Regions from separate parts of the Mus musculus genome. Here region 1 is linked to region 2. Evidence: chromatin contacts called from public ChIA-PET data. All regions are on one chromosome and are shown on one strand. The core of a region is the stretch at or near the end of the contact, and the rest is flanking DNA. Distances in the headings are between cores, read along the strand shown.

Region 1 (6,623 bases), core at 422-2,921, 590 kb after region 2:
GCCAGATACTGAAGTTCTTCTTCACTGAAACATCTTGGGCCAGGTCTGCACAGTACAAGTCACTCTCAGCAGCAGAGTCTTCCAAATACCTACTAGGATAGCCCAGTAAGCCTCAATAGAAACATTCCACTGCTTGCAACTACTCTGTGTCCCCCCAGCACACTCCTACCCAGCTACATAACAGAGTTAAGCAAGATTTCTGAATTCTTTTACATTGTTAAAATAAATAAATAAAATGTACTTGCTGTCTCTTAAGTATCAAGGAGCTGGGGTTATGGGCAGATGATTCATAGGATAATCAAAAGGGATCCTGGAATAAATAACCAAATTCATATGTAATAAAAAAAACCCAGGCTTTTGATCTGTATATGATGAGCTAGCAGGAAGATACTGCAGTACTTTTTAAAGTGTTTTTTCTGTAATGAGAGCTGAGCTATCTGGATATCTCTGGAAAGCAAACACAGCTCTTCAAGATTTTTTCCTAACATTCTAATGTCTGAGGTTAGAAATTCCAAGAATTACTTAGAGAGGTGACAGAGCTCTGTTAAAATGTTTTCTAGCAGTTATCCAGAGAAGGCTATGTGAAGAGTGAACACAGCAGATTTTTTTTTCCTTTCTGATTTTGATAACCCAAGAATTACTTTTAGAATTTTTCTAACAGTATTTTTGACTTGATTGGAAAAGCCAAGAATTTTTTAGATCAGTTTTTCTGACTTTGGTGAGAAAACTGAGGAGCTATCCAGAGAGCGTTTAGAATTTTTACTAGCAGAGAGAGCTGTCTCACGCAGAAAGCTAGCTGTCTCAACCACAGAGGTTTTAGAATAGAAAGTAAAATCAGTCTAGAGCACACAGACACAGAGAAAGCAGTCTGGGAAGCCATCTCATCTGGAATGCTATCTCAGCAGAACATAAGCCAGCAGCTTGGACCCATGATTTGAGTTCAAGTTGCTTGTTTCCCTGTTGCTCTCAAACACCCCTTCTCTTAGGAACCCAGACCTAGGTGAGGTTGGTCCTCTGCATTAGTGTTCTCTGTTCTTTCTGTACATTGATACATTTTTGTATCTATATATTTTGATACATTTATTGGTTAGATCACAGATAATGATTAACAAAGAGCTCCTTAGCCATCTACTTTTACAGCGTCATTTACTGGATGGTTAGCTAAGATTTTGTAATAGAAGATGAACATTCTAGAGGTATTTCTGTCCAATACTTTTATAATTTACGTATGTTTCTGCATGACTTTGAGCTAAGAATGCCCTTAAAAATCTCTGCTTTTACCTTGTGATCAAGTTCAGAAGAGGATTTAACATAGCATGCATAGGGGTAGGCAAACCTATATGTGAACTTATCAACATTCCCTAAGTAAAGTCTCAATGATTCCAAAAGGAAGAAGCGGAAGTGCCTACTGAGTGTTGTGACTGGAGCTCTGGAAAGCTCCAAATTTGCAATGTGGCCCACAGTGGAGAGAAGCGGGTAACTTAGCCAAGAGCAAATTGGAGTTGTGGGTCTTCCCCTGACCAGGGTGGGGGAAAAAGACCGGCAAGCAATTGGAAGAAAGACAAAGGTGGTACTGAAATGCAAATTTCTACAGATCCGGGAAAGGACTGGCCTCAGACTGGCAACCTGTGCCCGGAATTATTCCGCTGTGTCCCTTCAGCACACTCTAATCCAATGGGTGGTGTGTATGTCACTCCAGATTCACTAGCCAATTAGGACATCCAGACGGATCTGCCACCCAAAAGAGAAGGCGGGCTCTTCCGGGTGCGATCTTGCAAGTTCCTCTTTTAAATTTAGCTAGCAGTCTTGAATGTTTCTGCTTGATGTGTTCTGTGTGCCGCTCCTGGGTGCGGGGAGCTCAGGCAAGCCCAGAAGTTCCGACACGTTAAGTGCAGGGCAGTCTCCCACAAAGGGAGGAGCAGGCGGCTGAGCCCAGGGGGCTCTGTGGTAAACAGCAGCCTGACAGAAGCTGTTACTTGTGAGGTTCCCCTGTGGTCCTTCTCTCTCCCTGGGCCCGGCTGTGGGCTCGGAATAATCTCACTAGGGTGGCTGCATCTACACAAAGCATTTGGGGAAAGGGCTTCTGTGTAGAAATACCCTTGGCAGGATGCCAAACTTGGAGAGCCCTTGTTTCTATAGTTTCTTCTGTAAGTTTTGGCCTTAGCATTTAGGCATTTTATAGCTAGGTATAAGTCCCATTTCGAGTTAATTTTGTGGAGCCTGTAAAAGGCATCTCGTGTGTCGGATAGCACTCAAATATTAAGCTGTGATGTAGAAGAGTAAAATTGATGTAAAGGATCGACTAATGCTTGTAGTGGCGGCAAGTCGAATGTAGGTGAGGGAGGACTGCCCCTAAAACTCCACACAGGTATGTGCTATGCTAAAAAGGCCGATTGGAGAATAGGATGCTAGAATACATGTGGTAGTTTACCGGGATTGTCCAGACATTTGTCCACAAACCATAAGGTAGGAGACAACTCTGCTTTACAATCATGAATTAGCCCCATCCTGACTTCAAAGAGCAGGTCTCTAACAAGTGGCTCCAAGGGGCAATATAGGGCCACAACCAACTTTAAGGCCTGGTGTGCCATAAAGGTCTGGTTTTCTTCTTGAGAAAAGCATCGTTTTGTCACATGGGCAAGACTACAGCTGGTGATAACTCTTTGAAAAGGAAAAACACTGTTTGGTGAGGACTGGCCTGGTCAAGCAAGGCATAGAACAGCTCCTTCTAGGTCTCCAGAGCCAATGCCAACCTGGGGCTCAGGCTTGGGAGCTTCCCCTAAGGCCCTGAAGTGCTGGGAATAAAATAGAGCTCCTTCTCTAAAGCAAGGACGGTGCTTGGGAGAGCGGGTGGAGGTCTGGGGCCAGGGCCTTCGGGGATGGCTTGCTTCAGACCCTGAGATCCCACCACATGCGGCTATGGTTATCAGTCCCGAGTCCAGTGTGGGCTTGGTCAGGAACGTTTTTGAGAGATTCTCTCTTCCTGTTTTTCCAGCTTTCTTTTATTAGCTCCTTCCTGTGGTTTTCTCACTGTATAGTAGTTTGTGCTGACTTCATAGAAGTCTCCTATCTTGTTCCATTTTCCCCCTGTAAGAAGTATACAAGATGCTGTTCTCCAGAAGCCTGTGTGGCATAGACAGCCTATCCAAGACACCCCCATCACAATTTTGATACTTTCTTCTATTTATTTATTTATTTATTTATTTATCCAGGCAGGGTTTCTCTGTGTAGCCCTGGCTGTCCTGGAACAAACTCTGTAGATCAGGCTGGCCTTGAACTCAGAAATCTGTCTACCTCTGCCTCTGCCTCCCAAGTACTCAGATTAAAGGCGTTTGCCACCACTGCTTTCTTCTACTTTTCCAACCTTCTCATCTTCCGGCACCTCAAACTCAGGACCCCATCACCAAAGAGTGGCCTGCTGTTTCAATGCACTGGTATACTTAAAAATAATTCTGGTTATATCTTTTCTGTGTAAATCTCCCATCTGTGGGACTTGCAGTCTCCAGTCCATATTTAAATTGTTTAACCTGGGGCCTGAACCTAAGAGAGACTTACATGAGACAGCATATGTGGAATGTAAAATCTGTTCTTGGCTGTCTCTTCTCTAAGCATTAGCCAGAGCTGAATGCATGCTGTCATTAAAGAGATTTTTCTTAATTAATCTTGTAATCACTTAGGAGCGATTTCTTCTGGGGAAGGTGCAAAAATTCTAGGAGAGCTGCATCTTCTTCCCTGTACTAGAACTGTTTCTAAGAGAAGCTATGTTGACTCAGGCACCTTTGATCCCAGTCTCATGCTCCCCGGGCAATAACCTTGTTTTCCTATGGATGAAAATTCTTAAAATATTGAGATAAAGGATTGTACCACACCAGTGTTTTAAAATTCCTCATTTGAGTCATGTAATGAACTGTTCACTTCAGTAACAGGTGAAGGGTTTTGCCTGTGGAGCATGCCTTCTGCCTTCAGACCAGAGTAGGAGGAGCAGCTTACTGTGTATGCTCTTAGACGAAACAGGATAGCCAATAGCTAGACCACAGACTAAAGTTCAAAGGAGTCAGCTGCGGGCATCACCGTTATGAAGAAGGACTTAATTCACACAGGGTGAATGTCTTTGTAATTTTCCAGCATGTATTAATTTATGCATATTGGTTGTGGTGGCTATTCCTGGTAGTCAACTTGACTATACCTGGAATGAACTGCAATCCAGAAATTGAGGGCACACCTGTGATCCAGATCTTGCGGCTTCTGACTTGGATGTTGACATGGGATGACACAAGCTTTTTTGTGTGTGTGACGGGGAGAGTGGTTCGAGACAGGATTTCTCTGTAGCCCTGGCTGTCCTGGAACTCACTCTGTAGACCAGACTGGCTTGGAACTCAGAAATCCATCTGCCTCTGCCTTCCAAATGCTGGGATTAAAGGCATGTGCCACCACTGCAAGGCTGACACAAGCTTTTGATCCAGATCTTGTTTTGTTTTGTTTTGTTTTTTGAGACAGAGTTTCTCTGTGTAGCCCTGACTGTCCTGGAACTCACTTTGTAGACCAGGCTGGTCTCGAACTCAGAAATCTGCCTGCCTCTGCCTCCTGAGTGCTGGGATTAAAGGCGTGTGCCACCACTGCCCGGCTTGATCCCGATCTTGAGATTTAGGGACCATGCAAAGCTTGGATCCAGACAAGGTCATACACACCTTTAGTCCCAGGAGACAGAGGGAAACGATCTCTGAGTTCAAGACCAGCCAGGGTTACAGCAAGTTTCAAATCTGGGCAAAGTGGTACACACCTATAATCTGGGTCACACCTTCTGCTGGAGGCCTACATAAGGACTATGGAAGAAGGAAGGCCTCCTCCTCCTCTTCCTCCTCCTCCTCCTCCTTCTCGGCCCCCTTCTCTTTTTCCTCCTCTTCTTCCTCCTTGTTCTTCTCTGCTTTGACTTATTTGCCAGCACATCTGTTGGATTCTACTTCTTCAGTATTCCAGCTGATAATGAAGACCAGCTGAAACACCTACCCTCTTGGGACTGAACAACTACTAGATTTTTGGACTTCCCATTCACAGTTGCTCATTGTTGGGTTAGTTGGAGTGCAGACTATAAACCGTTCTAGTAAATTCCTTTAATATATAGAGACAGACATTCCATAAGTTCTGTGATTCTAGAGAACCCTGACTAATACACATGTGAATAAAAACAGACCCTATGGGTGGCTGTACAAGTTGACTAGGTTAGCTGGAACAAATTAATATTGAATTTCCATTTAAGATACTTATAAAGATATGTGGAGTCCTCATTGGCACAGTTAATTCAGCTCAGAGATTCTATACACTTGCCATTGCCTGTGCATCAGGTTAGAGTTCTCAGCAGCTATCATTGCACATCAGGACAAGGTCAAACACTATCTTGCTAATGTCATTCAATATGTCATTCACGGCGCAGCCACGGGTATGCCAATACTTCTTTGATGGATGGCCTCATTGTGGGGTCTATTGTCATTAATCTCATCATTAGGTCTCAAAGCTCTGGAGACAGGCGATATGGAATCCACCAGCTCTGGGATAGTATCATGTACTTTATGTTGGAGTGCGTTGTCCCTTGAAAGGGAAGGTGGCCGATAGTATAATACCATTCCAAGACTCCATATGTCGCTTGGAAGGCCACCATATTGTGTGTCATTGAACACTTCAGGAGCACAATATTGTGCTGTGCCACAAAATCCCTTGAATTTCTCCCCAGAGGCCAGTCTTTTGCTTATGCCAAAATCAGTGAGTTTTACATGGCCATCCCAATCCAATAGGATGTTCTCAGCCTTGATGTCTTGGTGGGCAATATTCTGACTGTGGATATAGTTGACAGCCAAAGAGAGTTCTGAAAACATGGTACATGCCTCTTCCTCATCTAGAGGCCGACGCTTTTTGATGTATTTCAGCAGGGATCCCCGGGATGCATATTCCATCACCAGGTAGGTTTTGTGCCTGGTTTGAAAAACTTGTAGAAGCTGTAATATATGACGGTGGTGTAGAGACTTCATGATTTGAATTTCAGAAATAACCAGGAAGTCTGAGATTTTTGCCCCTTTTCAACATCTTGATGGCTACTAGGGTATGGGTCATAAAGTGGAGAGCCAATTTGACTCGTGCAAAGGACCCTTTACCTAGGGTACCCAAGATGTAGTAATCCTGTGCCAGGGTGTCCCCTTCATGGAAACTGGCCTCGAGCTCCCTCGACATTATGGCACTTCTCTTCTCTTGGTCAGAGTCACCAGGAGCTATAGCAAGTAAAGATGGCAAAAATTTAGAATTACTTCTAAGAAAGCTTACTGCTAGAGATTCTGAGATTAAAAGTTAGAGATACCTCCAAAGAAAAGTCTGGCTATGCCTCAAGGCCGCAAAGAAACCAGAACAAAGCATAGACAAACACAGTGGATGGAAAGAATGAAGAAGGCTCAGAGCTGAAAGAAAGCAAGGGCAATGGAAGACAACAGTTTAGCCAGGAGAACAAGGATCCCCATTTCAAAGGATAACACATTGACAAGCTTACCCAAGACATCTGTTATGAAGGGAAAGCAGTGAGTTAACACTTGAATATCAGGATAGCTTTACCCAGAAATGCATGGGATGCAACCTGCCCA
Region 2 (6,656 bases), core at 485-2,984:
AGCAACCACCATCTGACAGTTAAGAGCACCAACTGCTCTTCCAGAGGTCCTGAGTTCAATTCCCAGCAACCACATGGTGGCTCACAACCATTTGTAATTGAATCTGGTTCCTTCTTCTGGTGTGTCTAAGACAGCTACAGTGTACTCATATACATAAAATAAATAAATAAATCTTTTAAAAAATAAAGATTTCATAGCATATTGATCTTTTATAAAGTTTTTATGAACTTTTAAATTTTCCTGTGGTTCTCTTGAGTTTTACATTTACATAGAATGCTTGAATATAGGACAGGGCTGTGGCTCAACTGGCAATCCACTAGCCTACCTTGCACAAAATGCTGACTTCAATCAACAACTGAATAAAGTTAGACATGGGGAGGTTTCAGTAGGAGGATCAGAGGAAGTTCAAGGTTGCCAGGAATGATGATATTTAAGTCTTTAATGCCAGCACTCGAGAGGGGAGCCTTGAGCTCCAGACTAGCAAGAACAACAAATGAGACCTGGGGGCGTGGGGAGGGGGGAGTAAGTGACAGACACAGCACATGATAGGGCTAGAGATTCCAGTCTGAGACTCACATACACTCTCTGCTAAGTGAATTAATTTTTAAAGATTTATTTAATGTATGTGAGTGCTCTGACTGCATGTACACCTACATGCCAGAAGAGGGCATCAGATCCCATTACAGATGGTGGTGAGCCACCATGTGGTTGCTGGGAATTGAACTCAGGACCTCTGGAAGAGCAGTCAGTGCTCTTAACTGCTGAGTCATCTCTCCTGCCCCACTAAGTGATTTTTTTTTTATGGGCTGGAACTCCCACTTGATATTTCGTTTTAAAAGAAGACAGAGCTTCAGGTGTCTTCCTTGACCATGAAGAGGCGGTGCCATTTGAACCAACCTCTATCTGCTCCTCTATCTGCTCCACTCTCTCTCTCTCTCCAGTCAATTTCAAACTCTTACCACCGCCTCATGAACTTTTTCTTTTCTTTGAGAAAGGCTCTCTCTCATGGATCCTAGACTGGCTCAAAGTTACAATGTAGCCAAGGACGACCTGGTACCATTGATCCTTCTGCCTCCACCCCCCACTGTGGAACTACCTGCAAGCGCTGCCAGGAGAAGGTTAAGCAATACTAGGGGGTCAAACAGTGGCTTTGTGCATGGGGAGTAAACAGTGTACCAATGGAGCTACGTCCCCACTTGATCCCTAAGAAGTTCTTCATGTGCAAGTCCAGGCCTTGTCCGGGAAAAGCATACTAACTGTTCTCCTGGCCTTTATATGCCCATGCCCCATTTCTAACCTGGTTATGATTCTCCCCTATAACTCCTTTCCTCTGGGCCTGTTTTCACCACCTGCCCTGTCAAAATTCTCCATGTCTCACTCACATGCCCCACAATGTCCCCTCAGAGCCCACCTTTGTCAGCATCCTCACTTTTTAAAATCCAAGGGAGGGTGATTCTCCCAAGGCTTGGGCGGCAGAAAGTAGGTCTCCCAGTTAATAAGACATTCTCCTCCTGCCCTATTCTCTTCCCTCCCATGAGGCAAGCTGTGTATGAGACAGAGCAGAGGCCAGGGGAGAGGAGGACACAATTACAGGTAGTGTGTTCACTACAGACCTCACCTAGAAGGTGAAGAGCAGGTGTGGCTGTGTTGACACACCATTCACCAGGGAGCCATGACAGCCACTCCTTCTTAAAGACTCGGCCCTACTTTGACCATAGACCCTGCTCTTTGACCTACTTTCACTTTCTCTTTCCGTAAACTAGGCTTTTGAGTGCTCAGTTCTCAAAGACAACAACAGGAAAGGTGAGACTCTCAGGAAATCGGTGAAACAAGGGATGTCAGAACAGAGGAAGTTGCACTTAGTGGTGACTGTTTAGAAAATAAACAGTGTGAACTACAGATCACAGACAGTCCACTGGGACTACATGGAGATCAGCGCACCTCTACATAACCAACATTCAAGTCCCTCTGCGCACCCTACCACTGAGCCACAAACCAAGGATCCCCTGGGCAGATTTGTAAAACCGAGGCAAAGTCTTCCTTCCCATGGAAAATGCAAAGAATCATGGGCTTAGTCCCACGGCTCTCGCGCAACATACGTGTCTGACATGTGCTTGAAGATTCTTCACCCCGAAGGACCGAATCACAAACCACAGCTTAATGGAGCGAAAGCGCCGGCTCAAGGGGATCTGCCAATGCTAGAAACAAATAACACAGAGCTCATGGTTAGAAGCAACGTGCCCACTCCCTCGGGCACTCCTAGCATTCTGTGTTGCCTGCAGAGCACTCCTGGGATTTCCCTGGTGTCACCATGACTCCCAAAGCTGTTGCTAAGGAGCAAACCAAGACAAGCTTATCTGGGTAACACTAACAGTTCCAAGCCTGTGACCTGGAACCGAGCGTGACCTCTCGAAAACTGCTGTTTTAAGTATTTCATCCCAGCCTAGAAACTCCTAGAAGTTCCTTGAGTAGCAGAAATTAAAGTTCTATGTCTGTTCTTCTCAACATTAGTGTAGCTTTAGGATGGTGATTAAGAGCTTAAACCCTGGGGCCCCACAGACCTGGGTTTCCCTTTAGCTCTGCCCTGGCTCCTTACCCTGTGTGACTTTCACAGGGCCACCTCACGGGCACATCAATGGCATAGGACAAAAGGTGCTTTCCAGGAAAGTGGCTTGAGGACAGTGCAAAACCTCAGAGAAAGTTGTCCAGGCAGTGTAGGCTGTTTAGATGATAAACAGGTGAGCTAGGAATCACATGTGTGTGTCTGTCTGGCACCAAGATGGTCAGTCCTTACTTAATCTTGCTGCCACCTACTGGCTTTGGCTTTCACCTGTGAGATTCCTGTGGCCTCAGATGCTCCATCCAAGCTTTCCGACTGCACAGGAACCCCTGCCTCAGTCTGAACTGATCCCTGTCCTGGTACCAAATTCAACAGAGCTTAAAGTTCAAAGCTGCAGTTACCATAGATTCTGAAAATTCCCAATCCTAGTGCTCAGGTCTGAAAACAGAGCAAACGGTTTGCGGGACACTTGCAGTTGTTCTAACAAGCAATGTGACTTCTCCTAAGCTTTCCCCTCAAATGTCAGAAAACCTCTGCCACAATTTCTGCTCTCTAAAAATATCCATCTCGTTGACCATTCCTCTGCCTCTCTCCATGGAGTTGCCAAAACTTTACTGATGTCCCCATCTTTATGCTTCATTGTAGTCTCCCAGAGTAGACACGGCTGGCTTATTACTCCAGTATCAAGGACAGTATGTTTCCTTGCACTAAACTCTCAGGCATGATGGTGCATGCCTTTAATCCCAGCACTGGAGAGGCAGAAGCAGGCAGACCTGCTGAGTTCAAGGACAGCCTGGTCTATATGTGTAGTGGAGTTCCAACCAGGAGGGGGAGGGTGGAGGGGAGAGAGAGAGAGAGAGAGAGACTTTTGTCAGCCAGAAGAGGGCATCAAAACCTTAGGAAAGGACAGAACCTCTGCCGCAGCCTGCTTAGAGTCCCCTATAAAATGTCCCGGTTTCTAGATGATTATGGTAAACTGACCACCTGGTTGGAGAGGGGCAGGAAGTATCTGAGCTGTGCACTTCTCTGATTTCTGCTTAATCTCCATCCCGTTCTTCTCACTCTGCTAAAACCAAACCATGTGGGTCCTGAGACTGCCTTAACCAATGTCTGCTGTTCGAGCTCCTAAAGACCAGCATGGGACTCCCTTCACCCCAGATGTCTCCTAGCATCCTCTGTGTCTTCCCCAAGGCTTTCTGAATCTCTGCTGTTGGTGCTCTCTGCCATTGGAGAAGTATAGAATGAAGTGGAGGGGAGCTTCGCTGACAACAGGTCCAGATTCTTGAGGCTCCCTCCCCCAAGCTAAGTACCTGGGACACTGTAATGCTTCCAGATCCTTTGGGGGGGGAGGGGCTAGGCTTCTACTCAAACTGTAGCCCCTTGGGGGCAAAGAAGCTTGGAGCAGCTACAAGGACCTTGGTATTAGGATAAAGAGAGCAGCCTCGTTGCTCTAGAAGTGTCTTCATACTCCTGGAAATGAAGTCCACTAGATTCCACAGCGGTGTCATGATGGAAGCTTCCCAAAGCATCAAAGAAAGACATTCCCAGAGATCCAGCTGTTTCTTAGAAAACATCATTAGTGGCTCTCAGACCACACGGGGGCTTAACTGAGCCATGAATCTACTTTAAGATAGACTCTCAGGAGCTGCTAGAATCGCAAACATAACAGGGCTTTAAGGACACAGCAGTGCTCAATGGGTAGAATGCCTCCTTAGCAAGAGGAGGCCCTGATTTGATCCACAACACTGTATAAACTGGGCACAGGCAGCGTACACCTATGATCCTAGCATTGGGAGGCAGAATCAGGATCAGAAGTTCTGAGTCCAATTAACTCCTAGAATCTCCTCGTAGGCATCACTTCACAGTCAGGATTGACTGGCAGTGTTAAAATTTTTTTTTTTTAATTTTTTGAATACCCATGGGAAAGGCAAGAGAGGTATCCACCTTTATTCTCCCATAGAAGGTCTCCTCCCACCCCAACACTATAAGCTTACTATTTGCAACTTGAAAGCCTTCCTAAACCTCCAGAAATTGTCTTCACCGGAGAATCATCAGTTTAATCAAGCAATAACGGCACTAGTGCTATAGAACTAAGTGAAAGGAAACTTGGTTGTCTAGGGAGAAAGGCAAACCAGTTCTCCACCAAGATGGCCGGGCTACACTGTCCTTGTATCACTGTATTAATTATTCCATTCTCACGACGGGCTTAGAAGGCAGAACTGCTCGTGTCTCTGTTCACACAGAGAAAAAGCTAGGCAGAATCCAAGCTGCTCGTCTAGGACCAGTCAGGTCATTCCGAGGAGAAGCATGGCTTCAAGCTTCTGACCTTGGCGTTTCTGTTTGGCCATGTCGCAATAGCAAGCTTAAATGACGACATTTTTAGCACTTTGTGCATGCTATTTGTTGTGCAATTGCCACCCAGACACGGTGCTAAGGGATTGACGTATGTGTTCCCATCAAAACCTCAGAGCCCCTGTGAAGTCAGTGCCATTTTCCCAGGGACTTTCAATGGTTTCCCAGATGACCGCGGATGAATGGAATTCCGAGCCATGCTCATTGTGTTCGTCCTTCAGACCTTTCACTAGCCGTGTGATGTGTGACCCGCTCGTGGACATCCCAATCTCACCTAAAAGGCTCATCTTCAACTGAAGAGCCAATATGAAGAGCCTGCTGCTGAAACCCTAAGCCCGGAGGAGCCTGAGATGCACAGCCAGAGCTCTGCAGAGGGTGCCAGCATCTCAGCCTCACGACAGAGCTCCTGCATGGCCATGATGTCCCAACATCGCTCCTGCATGGTCTATGATGTCAAGGAGAGTGATGTAAAGGCAATTTAATAAAAGCCTCTTTCCCACCAGAGGAAATCATCTACACTCTCCTGCTGGGCAGTAAGCGACAGACAGACAGACAGACAGATAAATGATAGATCTCCAAAGATGCTAAAAGGAGTTAACTGATCTTTCTGTGACAGAGAGAACACTTCTGGAAGAAAAACAAGTCAAAAAGACTCAGGGATTGTGATTTTTCTAGTTTTCTTTGTTTGTTTGGTGGTGGTTTTTGGTTTTTGGGTTTTTTGTTTTGTTTTGTTTTTTGTTTTTTGTTTTTTACATTTTCTGGATTTCATTCTGTGTGCTCATGCACAACTTGAAATCACGTTTCCAGTGGGAAACTATGTGATGAACACATAGAATGCTGCTTCTGAAGGCAGAAGCCATGCAAAACCTCAGGGGCCAGTCCACAGACCCTGTCTTAGAAGCCATGGGCCACCCACTCCTGGGAACTCACCATGAAGTCCGTGGCTGCACCAGAGTTGGCATGTCGGAGGTAGATGGGGTTCACACTAAAGGTCTGCTGCAGCTTGTACTTGTCCTTGACCCTGTAGATTGCCAAGTGGGCATTAGTGGCTGAGGTCTCCCTAAGGAAGCGAGGCATTTCCACATGTGGAGAGCTCAACTCACCAGAATCCAGTACAGTCAAAGTGTACCATCATCCACTTGGAAGGGTTAAAGGTGAAGGAGTCAGCGTACTCGATGCCCTCCAGGAACCCCCGGAGCTCAGGGCACAGAAAGGCCGTGCCTGCATAAGCAGCATCGACGTGGAGCCACAGTCCCTCACTGGCACCTGAGAAAGCAAATGTCATGTGCTACAGGGGAGCCATGGAAGAGCTACTACCAGCCAGCCAAAAGGCACTGCCCTCCTAGCCAACACCACAGCAGGCTGCAGTGAGATCTGGGAAGATGACATACTTTGCTAAAGGAGTCAGCAAGGGTTCTGGAGACGAGGTGATAGGGTGTTGGTATAAGGAAGTGAAACTGAAGCAGACATTGTTGCCTCCTGATAGGTAGGTCTTCTCTCACTGGGCAGAAGACCATTACATTCTTGGCCTCAACCTGGAAAATCCTAGCACAAAATCCAACTGCTTTATAGCCCAGAAAGCGACATCAGTGCACCTAACACAGTACTTAGAGAGATGTCTGTCCTCGGTGGGCGTCTCACCAGGGAGTTAAGCAATTACGTACAGGTGTCTTATCCGTCCTGTGGTTTCCCTTGATCTGCCCCTTCCCTTTCCAGAAGCAGAAGTAAATATGTCACTGAGTGT

Evidence for each region. ChIA-PET counts read pairs in DNA pulled down with a chosen protein or histone mark.
Region 1: an RNA polymerase II ChIA-PET map of memory CD8 T cells shows a contact between it and region 2, with 5 read pairs. The contact joins two enhancer-like sites. A contact is called at or near these places in 2 of 115 datasets of contacts at active chromatin or transcription factors (embryonic stem cells and memory CD8 T cells).

What each region holds. Positions count from the first base shown.
Region 1 is chr2:127,181,255-127,187,877 of GRCm38.p6, forward strand. It overlaps 1810024B03Rik (RIKEN cDNA 1810024B03 gene), which reads right to left. Exons shown (of 2, transcript NM_198630.2): 2 at 5,101-6,260. The coding sequence starts at 6,023. The coding sequence ends at 5,421. Among named protein-coding and RNA genes, the nearest start is that of 1810024B03Rik, 24 kb to the right of the region's middle. Within about 2 kb of position 1,672, at least 362 of the 459 cell types and tissues checked have an H3K27ac peak or open chromatin away from gene starts, as enhancers often do. A contact at or near this core is called in memory CD8 T cells, where this site is marked.
Region 2 is chr2:126,595,772-126,602,427 of GRCm38.p6, forward strand. Hdc (histidine decarboxylase) reads right to left here. Exons shown (of 12, transcript NM_008230.6): 8 at 6,016-6,178; 9 at 5,843-5,933; 10 at 2,100-2,198. Among named protein-coding and RNA genes, the nearest start is that of Hdc, 20 kb to the right of the region's middle. Within about 2 kb of position 1,735, at least 88 of the 459 cell types and tissues checked have an H3K27ac peak or open chromatin away from gene starts, as enhancers often do. A contact at or near this core is called in memory CD8 T cells, where this site is marked.